Linked DNA regions of Mus musculus: region 1 is linked to region 2. Evidence: chromatin contacts called from public promoter capture Hi-C data. All regions are on one chromosome and are shown on one strand. Each heading gives the region's core, a stretch centred on a gene start, on an enhancer-like site or on the middle of the called end of the contact. The rest is flanking DNA. Distances are from core to core; before and after follow the strand shown. Region 1 overlaps Sardh (sarcosine dehydrogenase). Region 2 has its middle 7.9 kb from the start of Gm13398.

The links. Capture Hi-C pulls out chosen DNA fragments and counts their contacts.
Region 1: a promoter capture Hi-C map of liver shows a contact between it and region 2. The contact joins two enhancer-like sites. A contact is called at or near these places in 7 of 39 promoter capture datasets (the C10 cell line, the HPC-7 cell line, cranial neural crest and 4 more), 1 of 15 datasets of contacts at CTCF or cohesin (large pre-B cells), 7 of 484 Hi-C or Micro-C datasets (bone marrow-derived macrophages, embryonic fibroblasts, forebrain and 2 more), 6 of 115 datasets of contacts at active chromatin or transcription factors (T-cell acute lymphoblastic leukemia, VIP interneurons, heart atrium and 3 more) and 3 of 9 other capture datasets (adipose tissue, liver and pancreatic islet).

The regions. Positions count from the first base shown.
Region 1 is chr2:27,203,981-27,209,838 of GRCm38.p6, reverse strand. All of the region lies in intron 17 of Sardh (sarcosine dehydrogenase), which reads left to right. Among named protein-coding and RNA genes, the nearest start is that of Sardh, 40 kb to the left of the region's middle. Within about 2 kb of position 3,233, at least 57 of the 459 cell types and tissues checked have an H3K27ac peak or open chromatin away from gene starts, as enhancers often do. A contact at or near this core is called in VIP interneurons, adipose tissue, heart atrium and 1 more, where this site is marked.
Region 2 is chr2:27,041,463-27,047,755 of GRCm38.p6, reverse strand. No RefSeq gene overlaps it. Among named protein-coding and RNA genes, the nearest start is that of Gm13398, 7.9 kb to the right of the region's middle. Within about 2 kb of position 4,090, at least 28 of the 459 cell types and tissues checked have an H3K27ac peak or open chromatin away from gene starts, as enhancers often do. A contact at or near this core is called in VIP interneurons, adipose tissue, heart atrium and 1 more, where this site is marked.

The DNA.
Region 1 (5,858 bases), core at 1,984-4,483, 160 kb before region 2:
AGACTCTCTAGCTTGGGTTGTTCATGAGGGCATCCTGGTGGCATTTGTGTTGGTATATTCAGCATCCAGAGTCCAGTTTTGATCAGGGCTGGGTTCTGCTGTGTGGAGGAAAGGAAAGCCGTGTCCCGCTTCCACTGTGCCGAGGCTTGGCACAGCCTCAGCCTGTGTGTGGTTTGGATGTTCGTGGAGGGAAGACCAGGTGGGAATATATCCCCTCCTGTCAAGATCAGCATCCTCCCACCACTAGCAGGACCACCGTGGGGTCGGGTGGGGGGAGCAGCGTGGGGTTCCCAACTCCAGCTGCTTCCTCCCATGGGACCCTGTCCTGGCCATGGCTGCCTCCCAGCCCTCCCAGGCTGCCCGGGAATCTTCACCTGGGGCCTGGGAGTTAGGCCAGGGCCCAGGCTGAGCTGACACAGCTCATATTGCCCAGGGTCACGGGCAGGCCAAGCCCCAAAGTAAGTGTCTGGTCTGGGGATCATGTATTCACTGGCTACTCGTGCCTCTGCCAAGCTGACTTATGGTGGCATAAGATACATATGAAATAATGCCCATGGCCTGGCTCACAGTATAGGCCTGCCATCCCAGCTGTGCAGACACCAAGGCAGAAGAACTGAACGTTCAAGATCAGCCTGGTCAACTTAGTAAGAGCCTGCCTCAAAATAACAAGTAAACAGAGAGCTGTGCTGTAGCTCAGTGGTAGAGTGCTTGTCTGGCGTGTGTGAAAGCCCAGGTTCAACTCCAGCGTTATAAAAAACAAGCAGGAGGAAGAAAGAAAGAAAGAAAGAAAGAAAGAAAGAAAGAAAGAAAGAAAGAAAGAAAGAAAGGAGAAAGAAAGGAAAGAAAGAAAGAAAGAAAGGAAAGAGAGAGAGAGAAAGAGAGAGAGAGAGAAAAAGAAAGAAAGAAAGAGCCACAAACACCAGCATTCTGTTTCCAACCATAGCTGTGCAGCAAAGGCTGGGTACCCAGTCCAACTCAGACCTCACTTCCGTAGCACATCCTTGGGACACAACCTTGACCTCACTCGGCCTTGCTTCTTTCAGCTCTGGAATAGGGTTGTGGTCCAGAGCCCATGGCATGATTACATAAAGATGGCCTTCTCCATGTGGCAAAGACACACTGACCAGCACAGGTCACCAAACGCTTGGCTGTGTTGTAAAATATGAGAAAACTCAAGAAAGCTCAGCCATCCATCCCTAGAGGCTGGTGTGTCTACTTCATGACAACATCTGCCTGTTTGTAACTGTGCCAGGCCTGTTCTCTGCACAATGGCCGTGGTCCTCACATCGCTCTGTTCTCTAGTTGTGCTTGTTCTTTGCCCACTCCCCTGCCTTAGTGGTAACCACGTTCAAACATCATGGGGTCCATGTCTTCTCTTGGAAGCAGCCTAGCGGCAGATGTCTTTGTACACGGTGCTATGAGTTTTCTGTCCAGAGAAAGGAACTGGTAAGTGAACCCACTGAGTCAGACAGCCTGCCCTACCCGCTTATTCTTGGCCACACCCCTTTCCAGTGCTGTCCTACATCTGGCAGGAGAGGAGAAGACTGTGCTCTCAAGACCAGGGTTCTTGTCTTGGGGAGACTGATTGTGCAGTGAGCTGGGAAGCCCAGAATCCTGCAGATCCCTGAGGATTACATGCCTAGGAGAACATGGTACATGAGAGAGCATCCAACATGGGACGACTCTGGGTCCTATTTCAACCAGCTGGTCACACAGTGGGGCTATCAGATGGATGGGCCCATGTCTTTGAGGCCAGACATTGGCAATGCCTCGTCAAAGCTGGCTCCCTGGCAGTTTCTGCCAATGTACCTCCTGGTACCGTGTACATATGGCACCAGTGTGGACCATCAGAGTTCTAGTGTTTGGATCTGAACCCTTGGTGTATTCCTATTGTACAGCTGCCCCACCCCCCAGCAGCCCCTCCCCTGGCTCTAGAATGAATTCCAGATGTGTTGGCTAAAAGCACCTGTGGGACTGGGCCAGACCTAGTGATGAGAAGGAAGGTGCAGCCCGCTCTCTGTGAGTGCATCCCCACCCATAGGCTCAAGGGAGCTTGCAGCTGCAGCTCAGGGCAGTGGAGAATGGCTGCCACTGCCCAGGGGATGGACTGAGAGTCCCTGGAAGTGCTCACAGGGAGGATTGGGCCTTTGTTAAGTTTGACGTGGAGATGCCAGTGTCTTGTTGCCCAGCTGCCAGCAACCATGAGCCTGGGGGCCACTTCCCTGAGAAGATGAGCTAGTCTCATAATGTATGGTTCACTATAACACAAGAAAAGTCTGCCGTGGGGTAGATTTGAAACACCCAGAAACACTTGACGCCTGGTCCTGAGCACAGCTAGCTATTCTCGCTTATCCTGCTTCCTCAGAGATCATGGCCACACAGTTGGGAGGATCTCTGAGGACAGGGCTTGCCAGGTCATTGAACAGAGCTCCAGGGACATGCAGGCTAGAGTAGGAGTGGAGGCACAGGCTGCAGCTGAGGTTACGTAAGACTGTGCCCTGCCAGGGACTCCTGTCCCAGTGACCCCACCTTCTCCCAAGGGCCTGAAAGAGGGTTAGGCCAAAGAGAACAAGACTGTTCCGGTGGCGTCCATGCTATGGTTTGGGCTGACCTGGAAAGTTGTCTCTCAGTGTGGCTCAGGACACACACCTCAGTGGCTTAAGCCTCTCCATAACTTAGCCAACAATAAGTGACAGTTTAGCCTCTGGTGGCACTTCAAGCTGTAGAGGCTGGCTGGTCACTGCCCTGACCCCAGAGGTGGGGCACACAGGCAAGTGGGGGAGGGAACAGGGAGCTGGGCAACAGATATGAAAGGGTAGTATATACCAACACTTCTGCGCTACCCTGACCCTCAGAACAGGGAGGTAGATGTTGGCCTGTTGGCCTGGAGTCTTATGCCTGTCTTCTTGGGCCTCAGTTTCCTCGGCAACAGTACAAAGTCTAGACAATGTCAAAAGTGCTTTGTGGTGCGTCACATATATCTGCTCAAATACTGAATCCTCTTGGAATCCAGGGGAAATTTCATATTCTAAGTGATATCTTGTGCTGGCTTAAAACTGTGTTGACAAACTGTCCATCAGCATGTGGAGGCTCTGGGGCCAGAACATGGAGCCAGGCCACGTATTTATAGATCAGTTGGCGTCTAGCCCACCAGCTGCAGGAGAGGAATGTGTGTGTCTGCGTAGTCAGCAAATGCCAGGTCGAGCAGAGACGTGAGCAATGACTTTGGTGAGCGCCAAGTTCCGCAGACCCTGTCCTGTGGACCAAGGCCCAGGACCCTGCTGTGGCTGCCAGGTTCCACTCATGACAGGACCTGGTCAGAGATGCCCAGCCACACGCACTGACTTTTGCAATAGCACTTCTCTGAGATGCCTTTGCTTGGGCCAGACATCTACAGTCTTTGGATTCCTAGAGGAAGAAGAGGGCTGGGGAAAGTGAGTGTCCACTCAGCAGCCAACAGACCAGCTGCCTTTGCTCCTCACATAGTTGCCTCAAGGCCAGCGAGATTCCCCAGCGGGGAAGAGCTTTCCCGGCGAGTCTCCCAGAGCTCAGCTCAGCCAGTACTGGGTCAGACATGGTGTTCTCGGCACCTCCGGCACCTCCGCTGAGGACACCCTGCCCCCAAGTAGAGAACAGGCCCCTCTTAGCAAACCAGCAAGCTCCAGGCTGGGAGTCATCACAAGGCATAACAATAAAGCAATTTCCCTCTGAAAATTAATTTCAAATCAGGAGGAAATTGGATTTCTTTCCTGGCAGTGAAGAAGCCCTAGCTTGTCGCTGCTGTGGCTCCATTTGCCCAGGATAGAACAGGCTCACACCGCATGCATTTGATAAACCATGGAGTCCCAGCGAGAATGCATTCACGTAGAGTACAGCTGCCTAGAAACTTGGGCTGTGAGGCCAGCACAGATCTGCTCATCCCTTCCTTAGACAGCCATAGAATGTTCTGCTCTAATTCTGTGCCGCAGCCAAGAGAGATACGGCATCCGCAGTCTGGGCATGTGTTCCCTGCCACTATTCAAGCTGTCAGTGGAGGATAAAATGATTGCCAGAAAAATGTAGGAACACAGCGTGGCTGGAATGAGGTGGGGTCACCCTGTGTGACCTCAGTGTGTGATGACTTTAGAACTAATTTGGGAGTGGCGTACGTCTTTTCTCCCCAGGTTTCTGTGACCCACTGCTCTTGTCTGGATGCAGGCACATTTACCAGGTACTCGGATTTAAGGATCTCAGGTCAGAGCTGCTACAACAGGGGTTTCCTCAGAGGAATGACTGGTTCTCCTCAGGCCAGAGGGATGGACCCCAGGGCCAGCAACTGTGGGTGAGACGTCAGGCAGTGTGGGCTAAGTACTGTCTGCTTATGCCCATTTCTAGAAGATTGGATTATAATCATTATGGCCATCATCACCACCATATTATACCATCACATAACCGGTCCCACAAACATTGCCACCCAAACCATTACCACTGTCACTTTCTCATCACGGTGATTGACACCATCATCTCTACAGTCACCAATACCGCTTTTATCATTACCATAGCCACCATCAACACCATTATCCTTGTCACCATTACTACCACCACCAATGCCTTTGTCATTACTATTACCACATCTTTATCACAACCACTGCCACCACCGCCATTAGTGCTACTGACATCACTATCACCACCACCATTGCCGTTATCATTATTACCACCACCGCTGCCATCATCTCTAATACTATTCCCACCATCACCATCATCATCGTCACCCCTCCACCAATACCTCTATTACTGCCACCATCATCAGCCTTACTACCAACAGCATTATGATAGTGTTGATTATTATGATGGCCGTTGTCTTTCTCACCACCACAAGCACCATCACCATCACCACTACCAACGCCATTACCACCCCACACCCATCATCACCATGACCACCACCATCACCATGACCACCACCACCAGCACCATCCCTGTGAGCACACTGGTACCATCATCATGAGAATCACGACCATCCTTACCTCCCACCCTGCGAGCCTCCAAGCCAGACATGTGCACTGGGTCAAGTCCTGTCCCTGGCTAGTGTGCTTACACTTCGAGTATCTTGGCTGTCTCCTGAGGGATAGGATGAACTTTCCTCAGTTCTGCCACCAGCTTCCTTCCCCTCTCCTGTGAGTTTGGGCCTCTGGGAGGGTCCTTATTTATTTAAGAATGACTGAGTTCAGAGCATATACTTACTGTGCTGTGGGACAGTGTGACTGTAAAGGCCTAGGCAGGACGTGTCTTCTCGAGACCCCACTCTGGCACATGTTCAGGGAATTTCCCAGGAATGGCTTGGCCTTCCCTGTCCTGACACCACCAGGGTCTTCAAACTGCAGCTGAGGCTAGGCTGAGTGCAATTCTGAACCTCTCCATACATGGCGTGAAGTTCAGAAGTGTACCAGATGTGGGGTCGAATCCCCCAACCCTGTGAATGGAGTTCCAGATCCTTCTCTTACCAAAGATGTCAACACTCAAGAGTAGAGGTGTGTCTTTCCGAGCTGGCCTCAGATTTTGCATCTGGGACTATGAGGACGGATCCTGTTCTGCTACCAAAGTCTTTGCGTCTGCTTTGGTGCTTATCCAGCTTATAGAACCAGGGTTATCAGTAGGCTATCTGCTCAGTCATGAGTCACCTGAGAGCAGCCTGCTGGCTAACGTTTACACCAGGAGGATTGGTACAGGTTATAGGACATTTCTCCCTCCCAGCACCTCACAGACACATGCCTCCATGTGACTTTGAACAAGTGGGTTCCTCCCTTGCCCGTATTTCAGGGTGATTGTGACATGTAGGAACCCTGGGAGGCAAAGGCTGTTTCTCTGCAGTTTTGCTGGCA
Region 2 (6,293 bases), core at 2,841-5,340:
TGGACAGAGAGGTAGATGCTGGGGGTGTACATACTGTAAACTCTTAACTTTCTATATTAATAGGATTAGGAATTTTCTGCTCTTGTTTTGTAATCATGGTTTTATTGGTTCTTTGAGAATTTCATACCATGTATATTGATCATATTCACACACACACACACATACACACACACACACACCACGATCCCTCCTAGATCCACTCTTGCCTCCCTACCCACTCAACATTGAGTTTTCTTCTTCTGTAAACCCACTGTGTAAACACAAACCCAATCTGTATTCCCAACTACTCTTGGGCCTGGGGGATTTCTGTCTCTTATTTTATATATGAGGGAACAAGGCATGGCGAATGATGAGGGTAAGACTTCGGAAGTCAGGCAGCCTGACTCTGAGGTCTTTAGTATGATCTATCATCATCAGATGAGTGAGTATCGAACTGACCGGTTCAGTCATTCTTCCCCAGCCAGCCCTGCTCCAGGTCCTGGAGGTCCAGCTGGGGTGGCAGCAACAGTTCTCTCTGTACTTGTGTGCCCATTGGTAGTGGACCCAGAGTTGACTGGATGGCTCCTTGGGGGAAGAAGCTGCTGCTGGAACACATAGCAGTGTTCATGAGGACCCACTGGCTATCCAGCCTGAGCTTCAAGTGGGTCCCCTCTGCTAAGTTCCCAGATTCAGAGTCTAGATCCCCAGCAGACAGTCACATGGAAGCCCAACACCCAGGGATGGTCCAGGGTGGAGATCTGTAGACTTTCTCTCTTGCCTTTGAAGATAGATGCTGCAAGCAAGACTCTGGAAAAAGCTCTGGCCAGAAGACCCTTCTCTGGTCACAGTGCCTTTTCTCTGCTGTAACCTTAGAGGGTGAGCCCTTGACTGACTTCAATAAGCCTGAGAGAAGGGTGCCATCAAACAGAGCTGTGGACACAACTTCTGAGCCCCCTCTCCCCAGTGCCATTCCCTAAACTCTAAGCCAAAAGGTCTTAGCCTCTTTCCTGTTACTCAAGGGTCATGAGCCCCCCCCCAGAAGGGCCAGCACCTATGATGGGGAACCCCTTAGTCAGCAGAGATGCTTAGGAAGACACAGACTGTTTCCACTGTCATTTAGGGAACAGCTGGGCACAGCTGCATCCAAGTACACTGCTCCAGCCCTGCCTGGAACACAGGGTCAGACTCCATTCCCTTCCCTTCATGGGCCCGACTCCAGCAAGCCAGGCCAGGGGACGGCGTGTCCTCAGGCTTGCCTGGCCCTATCCCAGCTTCACAAAGCAGTCCCCCAGCTTGTGGTGGGAGGACAGTTTCATCCCAACCAGAGAGACGAACGTGCATGCTTTTCTCTGAGGTCTTCTCAAACTGTGAAGATCTGACTGTAAAGCAGGGTCAGAGTGCTGGCATCATCCCAAAGGGGCTGGGGGTAGCTGGGAAGGGGCTGGGGGATAGCTGGGAAGGGCTTGGACGTAGCTAGAAATGTCACCGTGGGAATTTAAGAAAGTGGTCAAACTGTCCTTGAATCCTGATTATGCTCTACAATGGCCAGCTTTCTTCTGCATATGAACCAGGGTGAGAGGGCTGCCCTCCCACTCACACCACCAGGACACTCTCCACTCCTGATCCCTGCTCAGACTTCCCTGTAGCTCTCTGCTGGCTCCCTCCAGCCTGAAGGACCTCTAGAGGCAGAATCCTCATTGGTTCCTGTTGCTGTGTCAAACACTGTGACCAGAAGCAACCTGGGGAGAAAAGGGTTTGCTTGACTTACAGGTTACAGCCCACGTCATTGAAAACCAAGGCAGGAACTGAAGCAGAGACCACACAGTGCTATGTATAGTCTTGTTCCCCGTGACTCAGTGAGCTTTTTTATACTGGCCAGGCCCACAGGCCCATACAGCTGGGCCCTCCTATGTTAGCTGGCTACTAACAATTAAGAAAAGGCCCATGGACATGCCCACAGGCCAATCTGATGGAGGAAATTCTTCGGTTGAGTTTTCTTCTTCTCAGGTATGTCTAGGTTTGTTTCAAGTTCACAAAAATTAAACAGGACAGGACAGGCAGCTTTACCTGCTCTGTCATTCAGGTGTCAAGGTCAAACACCCACTCAGGCATCATGTACTCCCAACTGTGTGTGTATGTGTGTTCTGTGTGCACATATATGTGTGCAAACACTCTGATTCCTTCCCGGTCACATGCTCCTAGATTGCCTTGTACACACCTTTCTCTCTGCAGTCACTCATCTCAGGAGGTGTCTGCCTGCCTGACAGAACCCTAAAAGCCAGGACTCAGTATCACAGCCTCAGTTTCCCCTCCAGGTCCTCAGCCCAGATCTAGTAGTTCTCAGAATATGATGTGTGAAGAACACCCAGGTCTTAGCTGTTTGCAGCTTTGTTTATTTTGTGTCTGTGCAGATACACTTGGAGAGGCCAGAGATGGGCCCTGGGTATCTTCATTTATGGCTTGCCACCTTATTTAATTCTTAAACATGGCTCCTCACTGGACCTAGAGCTTGCTGCTTTGGCTGTCTGGCTCACCAGCAAGCCCCCAGGCTTCTGCCTCTCTCTGTCCTGCAGAAATGAGGTTATTCTTGGACCCAGCTTTTACATAGGTGGCGGGATCCAAACCCAGATCGTCAAGCTTGTGCAGCAAGCCCTGCATCTGCTGAGCCATATTTACAACCTCTTATCCAGGCTGTACCAATACTTTAAATTTCTATTTTAACTCACTAGCAACAGAGGTCAGTGGTGATGCTGGGTGAGTTCATGAACTTTCTCAGTTACCCATGTGTGGTAGAGGACTGTAGGTACACCGATAAACAAAAGACCATTGCAGCACCCTGCTGGGCTTCATGCCTGGCTCTTTGGCCACTGTGGTTCCCAATCCACTGCAGGAAACAGTCCATCTAACTTCTGAGATGGCCCTTCCTGGTGGGTTGGGCTGCCACCCGATTCTACAGCAGAGGCTTCTAAAGGGCAGGAAAGTTGGGTGCTGTGTCCAAGGTCAATAAAAAGTGACTAGAGCCTTGACAGCAGGTTCTAACATCCTTTGTCCCTCCAGGGATACACCAGTGTCCTGTTCCAGCATGGTCCCTAAACACACGGTGTCCCTGAGGTGTGGTTTCCCATGAGTACCTACCAGACACCAGCTACACATGCTTGCACACATGCTTGCTTCACATCTGTCCCCTCCCAGACCACCCAATCAGCTGGAGCAAGACAGACAGACAGACAGACAGACAGACAGACAGACAAGAGTTCCCAGGAGAGAGCCTGCCTTGCAGGGATCCATGCCCTGTACTGCAGCCAGCCACCAACACCGCACCCCAGGAATCCTTCCCGGAGGCCTGGCTGCTGCTCGCCAGCCAGAGACTGGAGAAGTCAAGGGTTTCAGCTCCTGCTGGGGGGAAGGCCAAGGCAGCTACAGCTGGGCTTCCCAGAGGCCAGGAGCTGGTTCCAGGTCAAGTCTACACCAGGCCAGCCAGCTTTGGGGGTGAAGTGGAGGAGGAGAACTCTTGCAGATGCCAGTCCTGAGCACCAGTGAGCAAACAGAAGCACGTGGCACTTCATACAGATTAGATGGAGCACTGGATCCTGGGGCTAAGGACCCTAGGTATCCAAGAGAGTGCCCTCTGCACTTCTGAAGGGCCATTTGGTATCGGGACTAGCCTTTCTCTGAGAACCTGCATGTTCTGGAGTATTAGTTAGCCGGGAAAGTGTGTGAGGCTTGCCACACTTAGATCTAGGGAGAGAGGGGTCCTTCACATGAGCCCCACCATCCAAATGCAACCAGGATGGATTCTCAAGCCAGAGTACTGCTGAGCTGCCGGCCATTCCACATAGCCAATCTGCAGCCCGGTCCCTAGGGCCTGGGGGGGGGGGGTTAACGTAGATATGGTGTCTAGACTTTTAAACAGGAGGGATGAGAGTCGAGCTGGGAGGAGCAGCACAAAGAGGGACCTATACTACTAACTAGAGAAAAGAGGGTAAAAAGAGAGATGAGCAGAAGTGCTGGCCGCCCCTGCCTGGATGCTCAGTGCTGCTCAGTCTGGGAACAGCAGTATCTCAGCAGCCTCTGTGATCAGCCAGCAGCAGAGCTCCAGGCCCAGCACAGAAGTGCCCCCTGCTGGCCACAACTCCTATAGGGCCCTGCATTGCACAGGTCATAGGAGTACAGGCCCCAGTACTGAGTATACGTGCACACAATTCACCAGCCCCTGGACACTAGGATCTCCTTAATGGGCAAGGTCCTTCCTTGACAGTACAAAGTAGACTGTGATTTTTGTTTCAGTCTATATCTAGATGAAGGGGACTCAAAAAAAAAACCAACCAAACAAACAAACAAACAAAAACAATGAGAGAGAGAGACAGAGAGACAGAGACAGAGAGACAGAGACAGATAGCCAAGACAGCATCTCCATGGGAGAATCCCCATGATATGATGCATTAGTGTAGTCAGCCCATCTTTAATGCTAGGATACTATGTCCAATTGGCACCACTCAAACAGCACCCTGGGAAACTGGCTGAAGGGAAAGTGCCAGTCAGCTGTGTGTGCAGGCTGTTGCCCTGGTGGATGAAGAGCTAGGCTATGTCTCACTGTGGAGGCTGGATCCCCAGCTTTCAATTCTGCTTACAGTGAGGTCTATGACTGGAGAGAGGAGACAGAACGTGAGGAAATCAGGTGGAAAGGGGCGCCAGTGTGGAGTGCACCCATGAGACCAAATGCAAAAGGGCTCAGCACTGTATGAACCGTAACCACTGCTAGCCGGCTAGGGCTAGGATGTGCTGCTCTTAGACCACGAGAGTCACTCCAACCACCACCTCCACCCCCAGCAGCTTCCAGCAGTGAGGGCATTTGGAGTCTGTTTCTCATCTCAGTTTGCTGGTAAGAGGACAGCTGCAGGGGCAGATCCTGCCTGGATACAGGGTAAGGAAGAAGGCCTCAAGCCCATCCCAGCTGGGTTCTGGAGCTTTCCAGCATCTACCTGGTTCACCCTCTGTAAGGCCAATCCTACCCAGAGGCAAAAAACAGAGCCTTCACTCCCAGAGCAAACCCTGGCCTCCCTTGCGAAACAGTTTCCAGGACTGCGGCCAAATCCTGGGCACCCCAGGGTCCTTTGCTGTAGGTGGGAGGCAATGTCCCCTGCTGGTACAGGACAAAGGACAATAGGGGCAGAAAGGTCACATCACAGTCATAAACAGACAGCCTTGACCACCTCTGCCTCTCCAACCACACACACTCCCTCCCTGGGGAGGTAGTGTGTCCACCTCTGCTCCCCTGAGGTGCCCTCAGGCCTCCCGACAGAACTTTTTGGGGCATCATCTAAACTGTCAGCAAAACAAGATGAAAATTTATTAATTGCTTTTGGCTAGGAGTCCACAGGCCAGCTCCAGCCAAAAATAACTCAAAGGAAGTGTGCCAGGCCACCTGCGGCCCCAGGGGCTCCAACTGGGCTCAGTCTGAACAAGGAGCAGGCAGGGTCTTGACCTGACCCTGACGTTGGCTGGTCAGGACGGCAGGAGACTGGTGAATACTCAAGGGAGGGACAGGGCAGAGCAGTGGCACTGTGGCTTAGCCCACTTCTGGCCAGAAGTACCCAGCTATCCAAAAAACGTAATGTCATTCTTGAGCAAGAAAAGCAGCCGTGGCTACGTAGTGGCCACAGAGCTGGCGGCACCCTGGGGAGGGTGTTAGCCACAAGGAGGTGGGTGCCCGCCGGGCAGGACAGGTACAGGTATCAGCTAAGACTCTGCAGGCTTAGTCGTATAGATGAGGAGACAGAGGTTGTAGAGGGCAAGTCGCACTGGGAGGGTTCGATCCCGGGTTACCCCAGGAACAAACAGGAGCTGCTCTTAGGAGCCTAGGTATAGAAATGGATGGGGCAGTGGAGGGGACAAAGCAGCTTCCCCTGTTCCCTCTTCCTGCCCCTATGTAAGATGTTCCTAACACCTATGAGTGGGTTGGAGTCCTATAAATGTGTCAGGAATGGAGGGGACATACAGGAAAACAGGGGTCTCCCAGAACATGGCTCCCAAGGACGTCTGCCTTTCAAGGATGAGCAGTCACCCGGCCCGGGACACCGGCCTCTGCACAGGTGCCCAGCTGTAGTCTGTGTGCTGATCCCTTTTCTTGCCCCATCTGTTACCCCGCCCCTTTTTCCCCATAGCTGGTGATCCTCCAGCACTGTGAGTTGACCTTGAAGAACCTTACAGGAGGCTAGAAAGAAGATGAGGAGTAGCCAGGGGTCCCAGGGCTGTCCCAGGCACTTGGTAGCATATGGGTGGATGACCTGGCACTGCTCATCACTGCCACAAGG